Regions from separate parts of the Macaca mulatta genome. Here region 2 is linked to region 1. Evidence: chromatin contacts called from public Hi-C data. All regions are on one chromosome and are shown on one strand. Each heading gives the region's core, a stretch centred on a gene start, on an enhancer-like site or on the middle of the called end of the contact. The rest is flanking DNA. Distances are from core to core; before and after follow the strand shown. Region 1 overlaps SLC2A13 (solute carrier family 2 member 13). Region 2 holds the start of SLC2A13 (solute carrier family 2 member 13).

Evidence for each region. A called contact is a pair of places that touch in the nucleus more often than the background predicts.
Region 2: a Hi-C map of fetal cortical plate shows a contact between it and region 1, with 2.9 times the contacts expected there. The contact joins the promoter of SLC2A13 here to the enhancer-like site in region 1. A contact is called at or near these places in 3 of 14 Hi-C or Micro-C datasets (fetal cortex germinal zone, fetal cortical plate and liver).

What each region holds. Positions count from the first base shown.
Region 1 is chr11:46,622,076-46,625,588 of T2T-MMU8v2.0, reverse strand. It overlaps SLC2A13 (solute carrier family 2 member 13), which reads left to right. Exons shown (of 10, transcript XM_001088026.5): 8 at 2,076-2,197; 9 at 2,323-2,475. LOC144332820 (a long non-coding RNA gene) reads right to left here. Exons shown (of 8, transcript XR_013400961.1): 2 at 2,059-2,194. Among named protein-coding and RNA genes, the nearest start is that of REDIC1, 140 kb to the right of the region's middle. Within about 2 kb of position 1,773, at least 1 of the 40 cell types and tissues checked has an H3K27ac peak or open chromatin away from gene starts, as enhancers often do. A contact at or near this core is called in fetal cortical plate, where this site is marked.
Region 2 is chr11:46,979,042-46,982,754 of T2T-MMU8v2.0, reverse strand. It overlaps SLC2A13 (solute carrier family 2 member 13), which reads left to right and starts at 1,347. Exons shown (of 10, transcript XM_001088026.5): 1 at 1,347-2,168. The coding sequence starts at 1,616.

The DNA of each region.
Region 1 (3,513 bases), core at 524-3,023:
TTTAAAGGGCTGAAGACTTTAGTGGAGAAAGTAACTTCAGATATAGTGAAAAACAGCAAGAGAACGATTGTAGAAGTGGAGGCTGAAGATGTGACTGAATTGCTGCAATCTCATAATAAAACTTGAACGGATAAAGGAGGAACAAAGAAAGTAGTTTCTGAGATGGAATCTACTCCTGGTGAAAGTGCTATGAACATTGTTGAAATGATATCAAAGGATTTAGAGTATCACATGAACTTAGTTGACGAAGCAGTAGCACAGTTTGAGAGGATTGACTGCAATTTTGAAAGAAGTTATCTGGGTAAAATGCTATCAAACATCAATGCATGCTACAGAGAAATATTTAGTGAAGGGAAAAATCAGTCAATTTGACAAACTTCCTTGTCTTATTTTGAGAAATTGCCACAGCCACCCCAGCCTTCAGCAACTTCTGCCCTAATCAGTCAGCAGCCCTCAACATTGAGGCAAGACCCTCCACCACAAAGATGACTCATGGAAGGTGCAGATGATCGTTAGCATTTTTTAGCAATAAAATATTTTAAAATTAAGATTTGTACATTTTTAGACAATGTTATTGAACACTTAATAGACTACACTTTCATGGGAACATAGCTTTTATATGCAGTGGGAAACCAAAAAATTTGTGTGACCCACTTTATTGCAGTGGTCTGGAACTGACCTCAGAATATCTCCAAGTTATGCCTGTATTGGCATGGTGTAAGCTGAGCAGTGAGGTAAATGAATACTGAAAAGATAATCCAAAGGCAGTTCTGGGTGTAGCACAGATTATCAGAAATGAGGAGATAAACAACGTGGTGGTTGTGATCAGAAAAGGAAGGCTCTAAGTCTGAAGTAAAATAGTTCCAAATCAAGGAAACTATAAAGTGCTCTTTCTATAGTTCTGGAGATTAAATAAGGAATTATGAGGCCAGTGCATTATACGGAGCACAGAAAACCACACACTACATGTTTTCACTTATAAGTGGGAGCTGAACAATGAGAACACATTGACACAGAGAAGGGAACAATGCACACTAGGGCCTGTGGGGGCTGGGAGGAGGGAGAGCATCAGGATAAATAGATAATGCATATGGGGCTTAATACCTAGGTGATGGGTTGATGGGTGCAGCAAACCACTGCCGCACACATTTACCTATGTAACAAACCTGCACATCCTGCGCATGTATCCTGGAACTTAAAATAATTTTTTTAAATGAGACCAATGAATTAAAAATAAATGAATGTGGCAGGGGATGAGAGGAGGTAGACTGAGCAGGCACCCAAATCCTAAGACAGGTGGAATGTTATGATGAGTTCATAAATACTGTAACAATAGGGCTTGGATGACAAGGTTCAAAGATAGAGGTTGAAGGAGACAGGACAATACTCTAAATTGACAATAGCAGATAGGAATGTTTTTGAGTCTGGTAATATCTTCAGGTGCAATTAAGGTAAAGAATTGGAAGTTCAACTTCAGAATCGATCTAAACTGTAGGACACTTTGCTTTACTATGGATTAAGAAGGCAAGGTCATCAGGGAGTGACTGGTAGAGAAGTAAGAACACACAGCAGGAAGGGAGAGGGCTATTTGGAATCAGATAGAATCATTTGCTTCCCTCATCCACCCCATCACCCTTTACAGGTTACCCTTCTAATCCATAAAATAGTCTACAAAGTATTATCCCCATTTTATCAGATGAAAAGTATTTGGCTCTGAAATTTGAATCTTGTCCTGATTGCAAATTCCATGGTCTTTTCACTGCCACATACTGACTCTCAGTGGTACTGAAGTATTACTGCAGCTTCCAGGGACTAATTGGAAATCATGTCTAATTTATGTGAAATGGTTATAAAACAGTGTCTTTGTTTTGCTCTTGAATTATACTTAGCTCTAAAATTCCTGTGTGAGCTTGCATATCTAATACTGTATATTTAGTTCTTATTTTTTAAGAAAAACATTTTGGACTATTTTTCTTAAGACATTAAGGAATTTCCATATATATATATGATCACATTGAATTCTGCAACTGTAGTCTAAAACATTAAGTTAATACTTACATTGCATTATTTTTCAGGTGTGAAAATGAAACCAAGTTCAAAACAGAAGACATATTTTGGGCTTACAATTTCTGCCCTACTCCATATTCCTGGACTGCACTTCTGGGCCTTATTTTATATCTTGTTTTCTTTGCACCTGGTAAACAAAGACTTTGTTATTACTGTTGCATTAATTGAATTGCCTCTTTTTGGAGTACATAAACTGTAATTTTTCAAATTTCTTACATGCTATTTTACTGAAGTTTTTAATGTTTTATTTCTCAGGAATGGGACCAATGCCTTGGACTGTGAATTCTGAAATATATCCCCTTTGGGCAAGAAGTACAGGAAATGCATGTTCATCTGGAATAAACTGGATTTTCAATGTTCTGGTTTCACTAACATTTTTACACACAGCAGAATATCTTACATACTATGGTAAGATAATATTTTTTCCAACATAGTTTTGTTTTTATTTTATTACTCTATTTTTAGATATACTATAATATCATTTGTGAATATCATTTGTGATTGAGACTATGTGGTTATATGTTGCTGTTATAAGTATCTCCATGTGGTTTTCTTGTCCTCCAAAGGCATTGGAAATGTGTCTGGAAAAGAAAAGAGGGATTCTCCTATCCTAAGAAGCATTGCTTCTTGTCCTGCAGTGCTTAGGGCTGTCACCCAACCCCTCTCCCAACCCAGCTCTCTCCCCAGGTGGAAGTCTTTACACCATAGCTTTTAGTTTCACAGAAACCTAAAAAACAGAAAATGGTAAAAAGATATAGGCAGGGAGTCTAGGACCAATGAGATATCCTGTGACAGGCATAGCGTCAAGTCCAAGAGCAGAATCTGCATAGGGCTGAAAGTAGCTTCCCCAAATGCTTAACAGTATTCTGTGCTGTGGCCATGCCTTCCACTGTATCACCTGTGCTGCTCAGGCCAGTGCATGTGCATTTCATTGTCCTCTGAGACCAGCACTTACCACTTGCAAAAGTGTAAATGTGACAGACGTTTTCAAATGCAAATGTATGGAGGCCATAATTCAAAATGAAAAACAATAGTGCTTAGTGGTTGAGTCAGGAAAATACTTCGGGGAGCTACTTCGAATCCATTTGTACTAAAGTGAAAAGACTTTGCTTTTTAGAAAAAAGATTTCTGCATTGTTCACATGACTTTATAGGTTGCAGTAGGATTATTCATGATGAAGTGTGAGGTTTCATTCTAATCTCATAAGTCTCTGTGGTAGAGATGGAATGCCTGCTGCTTAGACCATTCTCCCAGAAGACCTTCTCTGATCTCCCCGCAATCTCACTTTATTCCGTGCTCTGGGCACTTATCATTCCTCTTCGTAAGAACAGGTTTGTCTGCCCCTAGCTCCCTCTACTAGACCATAAATCCCTGGAGGGCCAGGACTGTGCCTTGTTCATTGTCACATTCCCAGTTCCTCCCAAGGCATCCTGTTCACCTGGTAAG
Region 2 (3,713 bases), core at 98-2,597, 360 kb before region 1:
TTCTAATATAAGTTTTTATTGAAACAGGAATCACAAAATCCTTTTGTCTAAAAGGAGAACAGTTTTAGCTGCATGAAAAATAGGCCCCAGGCTAAGAAAGCTTTTGCTCAAATAAGGGAAATAAAAGAGCGGTGGAGTTGTAGGAATAGAATCCTATGATGCTTGACTTTTTGCCCTCAGCCTGAAGAATGAAAGCAAATCAGAGGGACAAAACATCTTTAGCAGTCCCAGCTACTAGGGAGGCTGAGGCAGGAGAATCGCTTGAATCTGGGAGGCAGAGGCTGCAGTGAGCCGAGATAGCGCCACTGCACTCCAGCCTGGGAGACAGAGCAAGACTCTGTCTCAAAAACAAAACAAAACAAAACAAAACAAAAATCTTTAGCCCCTGATGCGGAACTGTATAACGTAATTTTAAAACATTTAAATTAAAGGGGGGGAAACCCCCAAATGAACCAACAACTGTTCATTCACTCAACAGTTAAAAAAATAAGTTGCAAATCATGTCATCTTTGCTTTGTTTCAAGTAAATGAAGCTGTTAAAACAATGCCTCATGGAGGGCAACAGTGGGGATTCTCAGGAGAGAAGATATCCCACCTTTTGGTTATCATGTTGGGGCAGGGAGGTGGAGACTGCCTGCCGAATCACAAATCAGGGTCTTGGGTTTTCTTTGTTACTGGGAATTACACGTTACATGAGTGGAATGCATATTGTGAATTTTCTTTTACAGGTCAGGGATCCATGGAAGGAGGTTTGGGATTCACCCCAGGAGATATTTTATCTCCGTCCTCAAAGAATCAAATGTACCATTCCTTTAAAATAAGCATACATTGAGGAGGGACTGGCGATGAGAGTGGAAACTAGCTATAGAAATGGGAGAATGCAGCCCTGAATTGCTCCAGAACAAATACATTTAATGCCAGGGAAGTAGACCACGCTGGGTAATGTCACAATACTATAAAAGGAAGGGTACTTGCTAGGTCGTATTCTAGGATAGTTTTTCCAGCCCTATCTCCAGGCTGCTGGAAGGACAGTCAGGCTGGTTTAGGTGCTCTCTCCCTACCCTCCAAACAGCGCAAACATTCTGGGTGGCTTCCAGACTGCCTGGTGGCATCGCCAAATTGGCTTGCTCCATCGCTGCAGCTCGGAAGGCAGGGTTAATTCCATACAGTTGCCAGAGCCCTAAATGAGGGAGCCTAGGTCAGAGGTCGCACCCACCGGGGAGGGCGGGATTTAGGGGTGCGGGGCGGGCTGAGCCTGGCTCCGCCCAGGGAGGGGGCGGGACGCTTTCCGTGCCCCGCCCCACCGGCTCGCGGTTGCACGTGACCCGCGGTTCCGCCTCCCGCCCGCTCCGCAGCGCCAGCTCGGCAGGCGCGGGGTGTGAGTGTGGAGTGAGACCCGCCGGGCTCCAACTCCGCAGCGCCGGAGCGCGGCGGGCAGCAACTTTCTCCCGGGAGCGGCCGTGGCGGCGGCTGCTGCCGTGGCAGCCGGAGCGGAAGCCGGGAGGAAGAAGGCGGCGGCGGCGGCGGTTGCTCCCGCCGGCTCGGGCTGTCCAGCTCGCTGAGACTGCCGGCCCGCGGAGCCGCGTCCCCCCGGGCAGCCCCGGGCCCCTGCCCTATGTCCCGCAAGGCGAGCGAGAATGTGGAGTACACGCTGCGGAGCCTGAGCAGCCTGATGGGCGAGCGGCGCAGGAAGCAGCAGGAGCCGGACGCGGCAAGCGCGGCCGGGGAGTGCAGCCTCTTGGCGGCCGCCGAGTCGAGCACCAGCCTGCAGAGCGCGGGCGCGGGCGGCGGCGTCGGGGACCTGGAGCGCGCGGCGCGGCGGCAGTTCCAGCAGGACGAGACCCCCGCCTTCGTGTACGTGGTGGCCGTCTTCTCCGCGCTCGGCGGCTTCCTGTTTGGCTATGACACCGGGGTGGTGTCAGGGGCCATGCTGCTGCTCAAGCGGCAGCTCAGTCTGGACGCGCTGTGGCAGGAGCTGCTCGTGTCCAGCACGGTGGGGGCGGCTGCCGTCTCGGCATTGGCCGGAGGCGCCCTCAACGGCGTCTTCGGCCGCCGCGCTGCCATCCTCCTGGCCAGTGCCCTCTTCACCGCCGGCTCCGCGGTGCTGGCCGCGGCCAGCAACAAGGAGACGCTGCTCGCCGGCCGCCTGGTCGTGGGACTCGGCATCGGTGAGTTCGGGCTCCGCTAAGGGCGCACGGGACCCCAGTGTCACCGCCCTTGACCCTGGGTGTTGCGTGCCTCTTGCCCATCGGGGTCCTCGTCGGGTCTCGCCTGGTCAGAGAATCCTCCATTTCTCTGGCCTCTAGAGCCCATCTGTTGGTCCAGCCTCCAAGGCTCTCCCGGGAGGTGGGGGGTTTGAGGGCGGGGGGTCACTGTAGTCTCCCTCGAGCCCACGTGCAATCTTTGATCGTCCACGGACCAGTCAGTCCGAGTAGTTGTTGCCTCTCAGCACTTCCAGGAACCCAGCTGAGCCCCAGCTTTTTCCTTGATCCAGCCTAACCTGATGATGCTTCTTGAGCTTACGAGGGTCTCTATTTTCCTGCACTGTCCCACCTTCCCTCCCCACTGCTACCCCTTTCCTTTTCTAGGGCTCCCAGCCTGCAACCTAGAACGTCGTCAAGTTACAGTGAGATAATATTTAGAATTAAGTAATTCCGGACTCTGAAAGGTTTATTAGCTACCCCTGCCCTCTTTCCTTATCTAGCATTTGTCTTTAGATGGTATCTCCTTTTGCTTTTATGCTTTTTCTATTGCCTTTCAGCTTTCATTCTTTTCCCAAGTGAATTCCATTCTCCTCTGTTTTTCTAACTTTTTCATTTGAATCCTTTTTTATCCATTCTCCTCTTTGTTTTGCCTCTCCTGCTTTCCAGTTGGGAACCAAATTATCTATTAAAGGTCATATTCACTTCCTGAATTCATTTAGGAGGTACTCCCCCTGTGGATAAATGCCCAGCAAGATAAATGATTGGAATTTACTTCAAAAATGAAGGCATTAATGTTCTCCTGGCATTGATTTTTTTTCACCCTGGTTGCTGAGCAAGGGAGGTACAATTGGCAAGTTTTTGGCAGAGGGAAGCCATTTAGAATGTGCTCTGTATTATTAGAAAGCACTTTTGAGGGAAAGTGGGGGGTTGTGACTTAAATCTCACTAGAATTTTTCTAAGACACACCGCTGATGCCTTTTTAATGTTTCGTTTCATAATTCAGTTTTTTGTTTCCCTTAGGGTGCTGTTGAAGTATTTCTTCCCCATGGCTGGGGCTTGATGAAAGCGCTTTAAACCTGGGGCTGCTAGTGATCTGTGTATTCACCACTTGTTTCATGTTTGTGCTTTTCACCCTTTCTCTGTGGGTTGTGAAGGGAAGCAAAGGCCATATATTCAACTCCACATGCAGGAACCATGAGCCTAAAACCCAGCTCGCTGCACTTTATATTCAAAGTTTGTCAGTAGTGACCTTCCTTTTGCTTGTTTATTGTACTATTAGGAAAGGTAGGGCAAAGCTCTCAGTAACATATTAAGTTGGCACAAAAATGTCCAAAGTGACCAAAAAATCCAGCTGAAATGAAACCTCTTTGTATGGAAACTACTTGCGCCTTCAGGACCCTTCAACAAATAACCTGCTAAGTGACCACGATTCTTTTCTCAGCATTGTCTGCTTGGGACATCTGGACTTTTTTTGTTGCTTCTGACATAGAAATAACATCATTTTAGGTA